Linked DNA regions of Mus musculus: region 1 is linked to region 2. A link is a contact called in public HiCAR-type data. All regions are on one chromosome and are shown on one strand. The core of a region is the stretch at or near the end of the contact, and the rest is flanking DNA. Distances in the headings are between cores, read along the strand shown.

The links. HiCAR-type assays count read pairs that join an accessible place to other places.
Region 1: a HiCAR-type map of astrocytes shows a contact between it and region 2, with 2.7 times the contacts expected there. The contact joins two enhancer-like sites. A contact is called at or near these places in 1 of 484 Hi-C or Micro-C datasets (peritoneal macrophages), 4 of 115 datasets of contacts at active chromatin or transcription factors (CD8 T cells, the HPC-7 cell line, astrocytes and 1 more) and 3 of 9 other capture datasets (adipose tissue, liver and pancreatic islet).

Annotation. Positions count from the first base shown.
Region 1 is chr10:8,061,962-8,067,133 of GRCm38.p6, reverse strand. No RefSeq gene overlaps it. Among named protein-coding and RNA genes, the nearest start is that of Gm30820, 85 kb to the right of the region's middle. Within about 2 kb of position 3,468, at least 20 of the 459 cell types and tissues checked have an H3K27ac peak or open chromatin away from gene starts, as enhancers often do. A contact at or near this core is called in astrocytes, where this site is marked.
Region 2 is chr10:7,910,165-7,914,972 of GRCm38.p6, reverse strand. Tab2 (TGF-beta activated kinase 1/MAP3K7 binding protein 2) reads left to right here. Exons shown (of 7, transcript NM_138667.3): 4 at 3,425-3,585; 5 at 3,791-3,884. Among named protein-coding and RNA genes, the nearest start is that of Tab2, 44 kb to the left of the region's middle. Within about 2 kb of position 2,567, at least 8 of the 459 cell types and tissues checked have an H3K27ac peak or open chromatin away from gene starts, as enhancers often do. A contact at or near this core is called in astrocytes, where this site is marked.

The sequences.
Region 1 (5,172 bases), core at 2,219-4,718, 150 kb before region 2:
TAGGGAGAGAAGGCTGATAGGAATCTTTATCATGTATACGTGGCAGGAAAGCAGAAGTGGGCCACTGGAGGCCCCAGCAAGAGGAAATGGCACAGAGAAGAGGCATGAGGAATGAGAACAAATAAGAACAAGCATTAAGAAAATGCCAGAGTGGACCCATGTCTGCCCAGTCAACAAATCTTTAAAAAGATGCAGGAAAGTGGAAATTCAAATACCCTAATAACCTATTGTTACTCGGTAGAATGGAAAACTTGAAAAGAGCCATTGGTAAAGCAGAAAGATAAGTCCACTTACATACAGCTATTGAGAAGAGAATCACTATTTTTAAAAATGTGTATATATTTCAATATCTTTGGAAACATAAACATGTGTAAGTTCTGACAGTTAACCAGTATTTGAGATTCAGTCCTGTAAGAAAGGCACCAATACACAAGGTTGAGAATGTTTATTGAAATAGGATGTTCATCATGACACTATTGGATTATGAGAGGAAATGACAGCAATCTATCATTTGGGGGAATGTCTCGATAGGCCTAGTATGTACATACCACAAAATATCATATAAACATTAAAATAAGGACAGAGATAGGGTACTGATCATAAAGGCAGAGAAGAGTTGTTAGCTCTGATTTCATTTTGTCCTGTTAAACTGGGTCACATGGCCACTCTCAGCTGCAAAGGAGGCCCCAGAAAATAAATATTTGCTTGTCCAGTATGAGAAAGATAAGGACAAAGTGGTTGGGACAGGGTACTAGTGTCCTACCTTTTCCTACAGGGACTATGTTGCCTTTTGTTGTTGTTGTTGTTGTTGTTGTTGTTGTTGTTGTTGTTACTACTACTATTATTATTATTGTAATTTCTATCTTGCTTTCTCAAAGAGGAGCATGTGAGATGCGTGCTCCAAGCTATTCTTGAGGGAATGAATAAGAAAGCTTTAAGTGCCTCAAACATCTTATCACGGAAGAATGGCTATGAAGAACACCGGAGGGAAACTGAGTCTAGAGTTCGGTTAAGGAGTCTTGCATGAGTATCAGACCCCTTGCACTGCAGCACTGGTCACTGTCATAGCATGTATACTGGGCTTTGGGAGAGCCTGGCAGCCTGCTACCAATTAGACATTGCTCCCCGAGTGAGCTAAGAGCGTGCACCACACTCCAGCTAGAACCGGAAAGCGGAAGCAGAAGCAACTGTAAGATCTCACAGGAAGCCAAGCTTCTGTTCACTCTGGGAGCCCGGAAGTGGTCTCAGCAGATGGAACCAGTTCTCTGTTTAAGGGTTTCCTGAGGCCAAGTTTGCTAAGAGTTCTCATTTGCAACGTATTATGGGCTTTAAGGTGCAGGCATAGCAGAAGCCAGGCAATTATTGCCATTGCTTTGAAACAACGCATGTATTGTAAAGATTACAACTTCAAATAAAATCAAGCAAATGTTGCCAGTTTAAATGTTAGAAATGAGCAAGATTATCCCACAAAACCAGTACAGGCTGCACGAGCCAGCCAAGAAATAGGTGGATACCTACTGTGCCATCTCAGGTCATGGTATAAAAGGCCTAGCTGAGGAAATCCTGAAGGAGCAGATATGAGTGGAAGATGTCAGAATGAACGTTGGCAAATGGGTTTTCAAGGAAATCATCTTATGCCTATGGAAGCAGGGAGGAAAAGCTACTTAAAACAGATAGAAGCATACATCTTGATGATTTGTTTCCTCTTTTGCTTTTAGGTCTTCAAAATCATGTACTTGACCACCAATGCCCATGTAAGAACGCCATTCAAAATAACAAGTTCTCTGAATCCTTGGAGGGGAGATCATACATCAGAAGGCTGCTTCTGTTTTCCCAATCACACAAGATTATCCAAGTAATAGCTAAATAGCTGGTCCTTTGCCCACAATAAGAAGATAGCTTTTAGCAAAGTTTTGTGGTTCCATGGCTACTTTAAACCTGGGTGGTCTGAAAACCAAATAACCAGTCATTCTATTACTAATTTTTCTCAGTGCTAGTGGGTCACATGCCAGGCAATTTGTACCGGATTTTCCTGCTATTACCTTAAGTTTGCTTGTTGTTGTTTAAGCAGTCTTGGAAGTTCTAGAGCCTCTTAGAACTCGATTAGCTGTGAGGGAGCTGAAGATCCAAGGAACGCTATAAAGAACACTAAATAGCATTGCTCCTATATGCAGAGGCAATGTAATATGCTTAATTCATAATATAACTGCTGAATTTTGTTTATGCTTTATTTTTCTGAGACAGGATCTAGCTTTATAGCCAGGGCTGGTACGGAATTCGCTATATAGCCCAGGCTATTCTCAAAATTGCACCAGTCTTCCAGCCTTTGTTTCACCAGAGCTAGGATGTTAAAGGCTGGTACCCAAGAATAAACTCTTAAGAAAAAGAATCCAGGCATCATTGTAGGCAAGATGCTAAGCCTAAGTGTTTCAGTTAACTTGACAAGTTAGATCAATTGATGAAAAGGAAGTTAAAAGTTACATCCTCAGCAAAGGAAATATGGTTATTTTCTTTGTTTTATATTTGTGGTGCTCAGTCATTGCTGGGCAGGAAGAGGCAGGGATGCTGAACATGATGCATGGATGCAGGATGCAGCATAAGGATGGCAGATTATGGGTTTTGTTGACTCGGTCTGCCTTGGAATGCCACTTAAATGACATAAAAGAGAACATGTCCATGACAGGGCTAGGGCGATGGGCCAGACACTTGGAAGGATTTCAGACAGCAAGTATGTGGGATTGTATTGGGATAAAAATCTGTTTTTTATAGATCCCAGTTATCCTCTAATACAGCCTTATCCTAACTTATTACATCTTCAATGGATCTGTTAGCAAAGAAGGCCCTATTTTGAGTCACAAAAGATTAGAAATATGCCATGCCCTTCAAGGGAAATAAGATTTACCCCCAAAACACTGTCATTCATCCCGGGATTCGTATTATATTCTCTCCCTCTTCACAACCCCCACTCTGTTCTGTCTTTCAATATTGACCCTGACCACTTACATTTTCCAGACTACTTGCCAAAGTGGCTTCTGGAAGCCAATAGAAAGCACTGGCAAGAGGCTGGCAGATGGGAGGAAGGAAGAGGCCAGGATCTGGTTCTTTTTCTCCTCGGGGCAATGCCTCTAACACTAGCTACTGTACCAGGATTTCAGCTCCCACTGGGGTACTGGCTCCATCTGGATGGGCTTGTTGTGGAGTGCCAGCTTCCAGCTCCTGGAGTCAACACTGTGAATGGCTGGAACTGCACAATGTCCTACCTCTCTCCTCTGCATCTAACTCTTATTGCTTCATCGTCCTCTTTGCTCTGTCAGCATTTCCAAAGCCCTTATAATTAACTCCCTTAATTACATTCTCTCCACTGAATACCTGGCATAAATTCTTGTTTCCCAATGAGACTCTTGACTGATAGAAGTTTCAAGAGATGCCAAGGCCTGTGCTAACAACTGAAGAACAGGAACGAGCCAAGAACCATTCATGTGTGGAGGGTAGACACCCATCCCCGATCTCTTCCCAGCAGTGTCAAAAGGAGGTCAATGTGAGAAATAGTAGTTGCAATGGAACAAAGTCCTTCATCTCTCTTAGCAGAGAGCAGAAAACAACACCCAAGGCTGATAAATGACCAAAAAGAGGACAAGGCATATTTCTAGCACAATCTAAGTAGCTACGAAGAGAATTCAAAGCACCAAGAAACAAAAGCAGTTACCACACTGGACTAGGGCTTGGGGGATGGGAATGCGCTTCTTGGTCTCTTTTTCTCTTCTTTATCCTATTTGAATTTTTGTAAATCAGTGTACCTCTGACCTGATCTTTCCCTCCCTCCCTCCCTCCCTCCCTCCCTCCCTCCCTCCCTCCCTCCCTCCTCCCTCTTTCTTTCTTTCCTTTCTTTCTTTCTTTCTTTCTTTCCTTTCTTTCTTTCTTTCTTTCTTTCTTTCTTTCTTTCTTTCTTTCCTTTCTTTCTTTCTTTCTCTCTCTCTCTCTCTCTCTCTCTCTCTCTCTCTCTCTCTCTTTCTTTCTTTCTTTCTTTCTCTTTTTGGCAAAGATTCCAAAGATTTGACTGGCTCTATGCTTAGCAAAGGAACAGCATTTTTTAAAATGGGTCTTTGTTGTTGTTGTTGTTGTTGTTGTTGTTGTTTCTGCCTAGGCAGAAAGGTAGAGAACCAAAGAGTAAGGAGAAGTAGAAAGTAGGCACATGGATAAATATTCTATTGATATTAAGCTAATATATGAGCTAATGATATTACCCATTAACTAAATAATTGTATAATTAAGTAGTTGTGGGTGGAAGAAATCATTACAGAGTACGTTTCAAGGTAGGAAAAATGCCTCTTTCTTGATGTGGATGCTTCTGAGAGTTATTGCTTATAAGCACATTTGATCAAGATTTTTTTAAATTCTCATTTCTACTTCTTATGTATAAGACCAGAAAGAGTCAGGGGTTCATTTCTCCTCCATAGTAACAAAGGCCAGGAAAGAACTTGAACCGTAGCCTGCTCTGGACATGAAAAACTGCAAGCTGTTCTTTACCACTGATTCTGTGACACTGATTCTGTGATTTACCACCTTGCAAGGTGCTTCTTTTCAAGACAAACCAAAAAAAGAACAGTAGGTCTGTACAAAGGGACACCCAGGTTTCCCTTCTCCTATTCATGACCTCAGACTCTTTACTTCAATCTCTCAACTCTCATCTTTACTTCTGTCAAATGAGAGGCTATTTGGTCCATATACAATTGTCATAAAAAGCCAATGAGATCAGATATGCAAGGAATCTGATAAAATGCCTTGCATGGAGGTGAGCCTGTGAAGTGTTTCCATTGTTGATGAAGGCAGAGATCAAATGTGGCTCTGCTATTTGTGCATAAACCAGAAGACCAGTAAGGGGAGATGTTTCACTAGTAGCTTCTCCCAAACACCTAATGGCTTCTTCATCTCTGCTTCTCCAAACACTTACTCTCAATGTAGCCAAAACACTTACTCTCTGTTCCACTGGATGCTTTAAATGGGCTGAAGACTAATGAGAACAAAAGCAATAATCCAAGACAGAGCCATCCTTTCCAGCCTTCTCCATGCTAGCTGTCAGTACAGGGAGCAGACTGAGACGATGCATGCCTTATCGAGATGGGATGAAGTCCTAAGGACATAACTCTAGGTTCAGGATGTGACACTGATTCT
Region 2 (4,808 bases), core at 1,318-3,817:
CAAGCTGTGTCTCAAAACTGATGCCTTGATGGGCGTTGGTGGTGCACACCTCTAATCCCATTGCTCAGGAGGCAGAGGCGGGTGAATATTTATGAGTTACAGAACAGCCTCGTCTATACAGTGAGTTCCAGAATAGCCAAGGCTGCACGGAGAGAAACCCTGTCTTGAAAAAAAACAGTAAATATGTCTCCACGTCTGTCTACTTAATTGTTAAATACAATCTCTATTAACATTCTTTCTCCTTATAGTCAGTCATATATACACATATATACATACAACTACATATACACACATAAAAGCACATTTTAGTACATACTATACACATGTATATCTGTAAATATATGGGTTAAGTCACATCTAACCTTAGTTTATCAATTGGACTTAATCAGGATTGCATCTGGACGGCAGACATACAGACTTATTCATTAAACAGTACAGTATAACAGCTGTTTATGTAATGTTTATGTGATACTAGATATTATCACAAATAAACCAGAGATATGCTTATGCAAATGAGCATATATATATATTTTTTTTTTTTCTTTTTCTGAGACAGGTCTTTTCTCTATAATGCCCAAATAAGCTTTGAATTCAAGCTCTCCCTGCCTCATAGGCTCTGTTATTACTAGATTAGCTGGTGGGCTCTGTTCTGCATCATCTCAGTTTCCTTGTTGTGTCTGTTGTTTGAATACAGGCCCTGCTGCAAGATCTAGCAGCAACTAGATTTCAACTAGCCTTAGAAATGGTAAAAACAAATGAAAACAAGATGCTTTTAAAAGCTGCCATCTTTGAGTCTTCTGTAATTCGGTCACCAAGTAGATATCTAGCGGTGACACGGCAATGTATAAAACAGATACAATCTCTGCTCTGCAGAGGATTTAGATTGATTTTAAAAGCTGACGTACTTTCTTCATTCTAACTTGAATATGGCTTAGTCATATACCTAGTTTAGGTATATTAAATCATATAAATTTTAAACTTGAGAAATAAGGGCTTGCTACATTTTAGTGACAAAAATTATCTTTTTAAAAAAATCTAAAATCATTATAATCATTAATACCTGGGACATTTTACAATGGATAGTCTTTAATAAGTGCATTCTCTTCTAATAGTTCTGAGTTTTGTGTTTCTGTAAGAACTAGGAATTATTTATAGTGCCTAAAATTTACACTATAAAACTTGAAATGTCTTTACAGTTTTTAATAAAATTAAAAGACGTTTGTGTCCATCAGAATCTGGCAGCTGTATTCCAGTATTCCTGTATTCCAGAAGCAGTGTTGGGACTGCCCTGGTAACCAACAGCTTCTGCTGGAGTTTTGTAGCAGCGGTAGGGGGTGGCATGCTTAAATTACTTTTATTTCATTAACTTTGACAAAAAGACTTAAAAGCACTGAATGTGTTAGTATCACACGCACACACCCTTTTTCATCTGTTTAAGGTTCTCTGGAGTCCTGATGTTGCTATCTTCTCTTGCCCTAGTCGCCCTGTTTCTGTGAGCTCCACGGGGTGAGGGATTGCCTGTGCATTGTGTCCCTGGGTGACTACAGTGTGATCACCTCTCAGCTTATTAGAAGAATGACTGAGTGAGTGACTGAGTGAGTGGAATGTTTCTGCTATAAACAACATAGATCTTAATTTATAAAATCTACTTTGTGGACTGGAAAGATTGCTCAGCAGTGCAATTATAGAGGACCTGAGGTACCAGCACCCACATGGAGGATCACAGCAAGAAATTATTTATTTAGTGTTTACATCTGTTGTGGTCACTAGTAAAAGTATAAGTTGTTCTTGTCAATTTTTTTGTTTTCTATGTCTTCCATGTCCTTTCTTGGTGAATAGGTTTAAACACACATTCTTTATTTTTCTTTTGGTCATTTTAATTTAGAAACTGGGTATTTCATTTAGATATTACATCTCGATTCCTTTCATCTGTAATCCCTAAACACTAAGCATCTTGGCATTTAAGAATGGGCTTCCATGGAGATTGAAGCGCGGCCTGTAGAGGAAACACAGAGAAGAATGGTTGGTTCACTGGGCTTGGGCATTCTTTCCAAGACCTTAGCGGACTTCTTGGAAGACGTACTTCCTATTTCTCTTGTATTTTCTAGTACTTGAGTTTTACTTGGCTTTCACAGTCTCCAGCATTCTCTCTCCCTTCACCGTAGTTGCCGTGTGGTTTTTTTCTGCAGCTTTCTGTCATTTGTCATGGTATCAGCATATATTTGTCTGTGTGTCAGCAGCTGCCTGTTGTTGCACGTTCTCCCAAACTTTGAAAATGTGTGTATTCATCTGTACTCTTTGATGATTTAGTTAGTTAGGTGAACAGAACAAATGTTCCATTATCTTGTAGAATTATATTTTCTTTTTCTTCAATTTGGGGACATTTTTAACTAGTACTCTTCAGATCTTGACTTTTCTCCACACACTCTGCCTGCCCCTGGAATTCCTTTTTTAATTGAACAGGTAAACAACATTCAGGAAGTGATTCAGTCTGAAAACTGTGCCACGTAGCCAGTCCATTTATCATACAATTACCATGGAGTGCCCAGACCAGTGTGGTAATGCTACTGCATATCTAGATGCTGGTATACCTACTGACTGTAAGTGGCAAGCCTGCATAGCATGCGACTATACTGGATATTTGGGGCAGTGTGATACAATGGCAAGTGTTTGTGTGTATCCAAACATTTCTGAACATAGGAAGCACTAAAAACAGTGCTGCAGTCTTGAGGTACTTTCTCACATCAGCTTGTTATCTGGGTAGCACCATCCCAAGGTGTCTTTCCAGTCCAGTGTCCTAAAAGACAAGGTTTCCATTTCTCATGGGCGGCTTCCGGGGAGAGACATCAATTTTGACAGCTTGATGAACGTTTCCAGATAGCTCAGCATTTATGTCATAAGACTTATTGCTACTCTAAATGACACTTTTTAATTTGAAGTTTGGACAGTTTGTTGATATTCATGTGGTTTGAAGTCATTCTTATTTGTTATAATCAAAATTATTTACCCCATTCCATATTCCCGTATAAAATGTCTGTAAAATGATCATGTTAGAATATCTCGAACATAGACCGTGGTGTCACACTGGAGGAAAGAGTTTGTCCTTTCCACGAGTCAGATGTGAACTACTAAAAGAGCAAATTCGGTTAGTTTAGTAAGCTAGGATCTTTTAAAAAGTAACAGACTACTGTCTTCAGCCATAGTAGTGTAGGTTTCATTCAAACCGTGAAAAATTTTTAGGTGGGCAGTATTTGCTTAAGTAATGAAAAGTTTCCAGGTCAAGATTTTTGAAAATGTAAGTGCATCCCAGTATTTTGTTGTAATGTAGCTCTGGGGTTCTTGGCAGGCTGTCCCAGAAATGCTTGTCTGCTGCAGAGTTCGCTGCTGGAGTGGGCGGGGCCTCACGCATGTGCTCCTGTTGCAGCTCTGCTGGTGCACCAGAAGGCCAGGATGGAACGGCTTCAAAGAGAGCTCGAGATGCAAAAGAAAAAGCTGGATAAACTCAAATCTGAGGTCAATGAGATGGAAAATAATCTAACTCGAAGGCGCCTGAAGAGATCAAATTCCATTTCCCAGATACCGTCAGTAAGTGTTATGCATCCGCCGTGGCCTGTGCTTGATCAGGAGAGCAGGCTGCCTGCCACAGTGTAAAGGCTTGCTCTAGTTTTCTGCAGATGCTCTTAGTTCATACTTGTTTTTCTGTCCTTACCTCCCCCTGCCAACTCCATTCTTTGTTCACTGATGACGTGAGAATTCAATACAAACCTTTTTATATGGAATTATTTTTCAGCTCGAAGAAATGCAGCAGTTGAGAAGTTGTAATAGACAACTCCAGATTGACATTGACTGCTTAACCAAAGAAATTGATCTTTTTCAAGCCCGAGGTAAAGTTCAATGCATTCTCAGCTGAAATTCATTGAATTGATCTGCCAAGTGTTTTCTTGTGGCTTACCAGTCACTGTCTCGGAGTATTTAGCTTTGGAGCCAGAAAGTGCTAAAGAACAGTTGGCTTCTTTGCCCTCAGTAAATATGTACCTGGTCAAGAAACCAAATACATCCAGCCTTTAGCTCTCCTGTAGCCTTCTGCTGTAGCCTGTGGTAAGGGAAGACAGTGGTTGTCTTTCTAGCTGCATGTCAAAGGGTTGTATTCGTAAGGATGTGTCCATATGGCTTTCTCCCATTCCCTTTCTTCTTTCAAGAATTGTGTGTCCTCATATCGCTGGCACTGTCTTGGTTGATAAAATAGAAAAGTGATATAAAAGTATGTTATAGTCTATGGACAGTGATAGGACTTGATACTTTTCAAGCAGTTAGTTACCAGCATTAATTTCTTATTGTAGTAAAAAGTACTTAGATTTCACTCAGTTCCATAGAAAACATAAATGAAACTTTATCACTGAAACCTAATTCTGAAGTGTGGGGCGGGGAGGGAGGATAGAAATATACAAAATGTAAAGAGAAAAAAGAAACTTAACGAAAAGTCTTGAGTCCCATTTCTGTGTTTAATCCAGCATCCATTAAAATGAACAATGATGGACCTTTCTTAAATTGATGTTAAAATGCCGTCATTTTACCTTGTTACGTAAAACAGGGATCTGCTGCTAATTCTTTCTGACAAGTGTTGACGTCACTTCTTCCCTGCGATCACTGGCCTGTGTTTATGAGTACTATCTTATATCTATGTTCTAAGATATGTTTTTGAAGTCTTATATGTAATTTGAAATTAAGCGGGTATCATCTCAAGCATTTCTTTTGCTTATTTTTAGAATTTGTTGCTTTAAAAAGTAAAATTAAGTATTTCTGAGCTA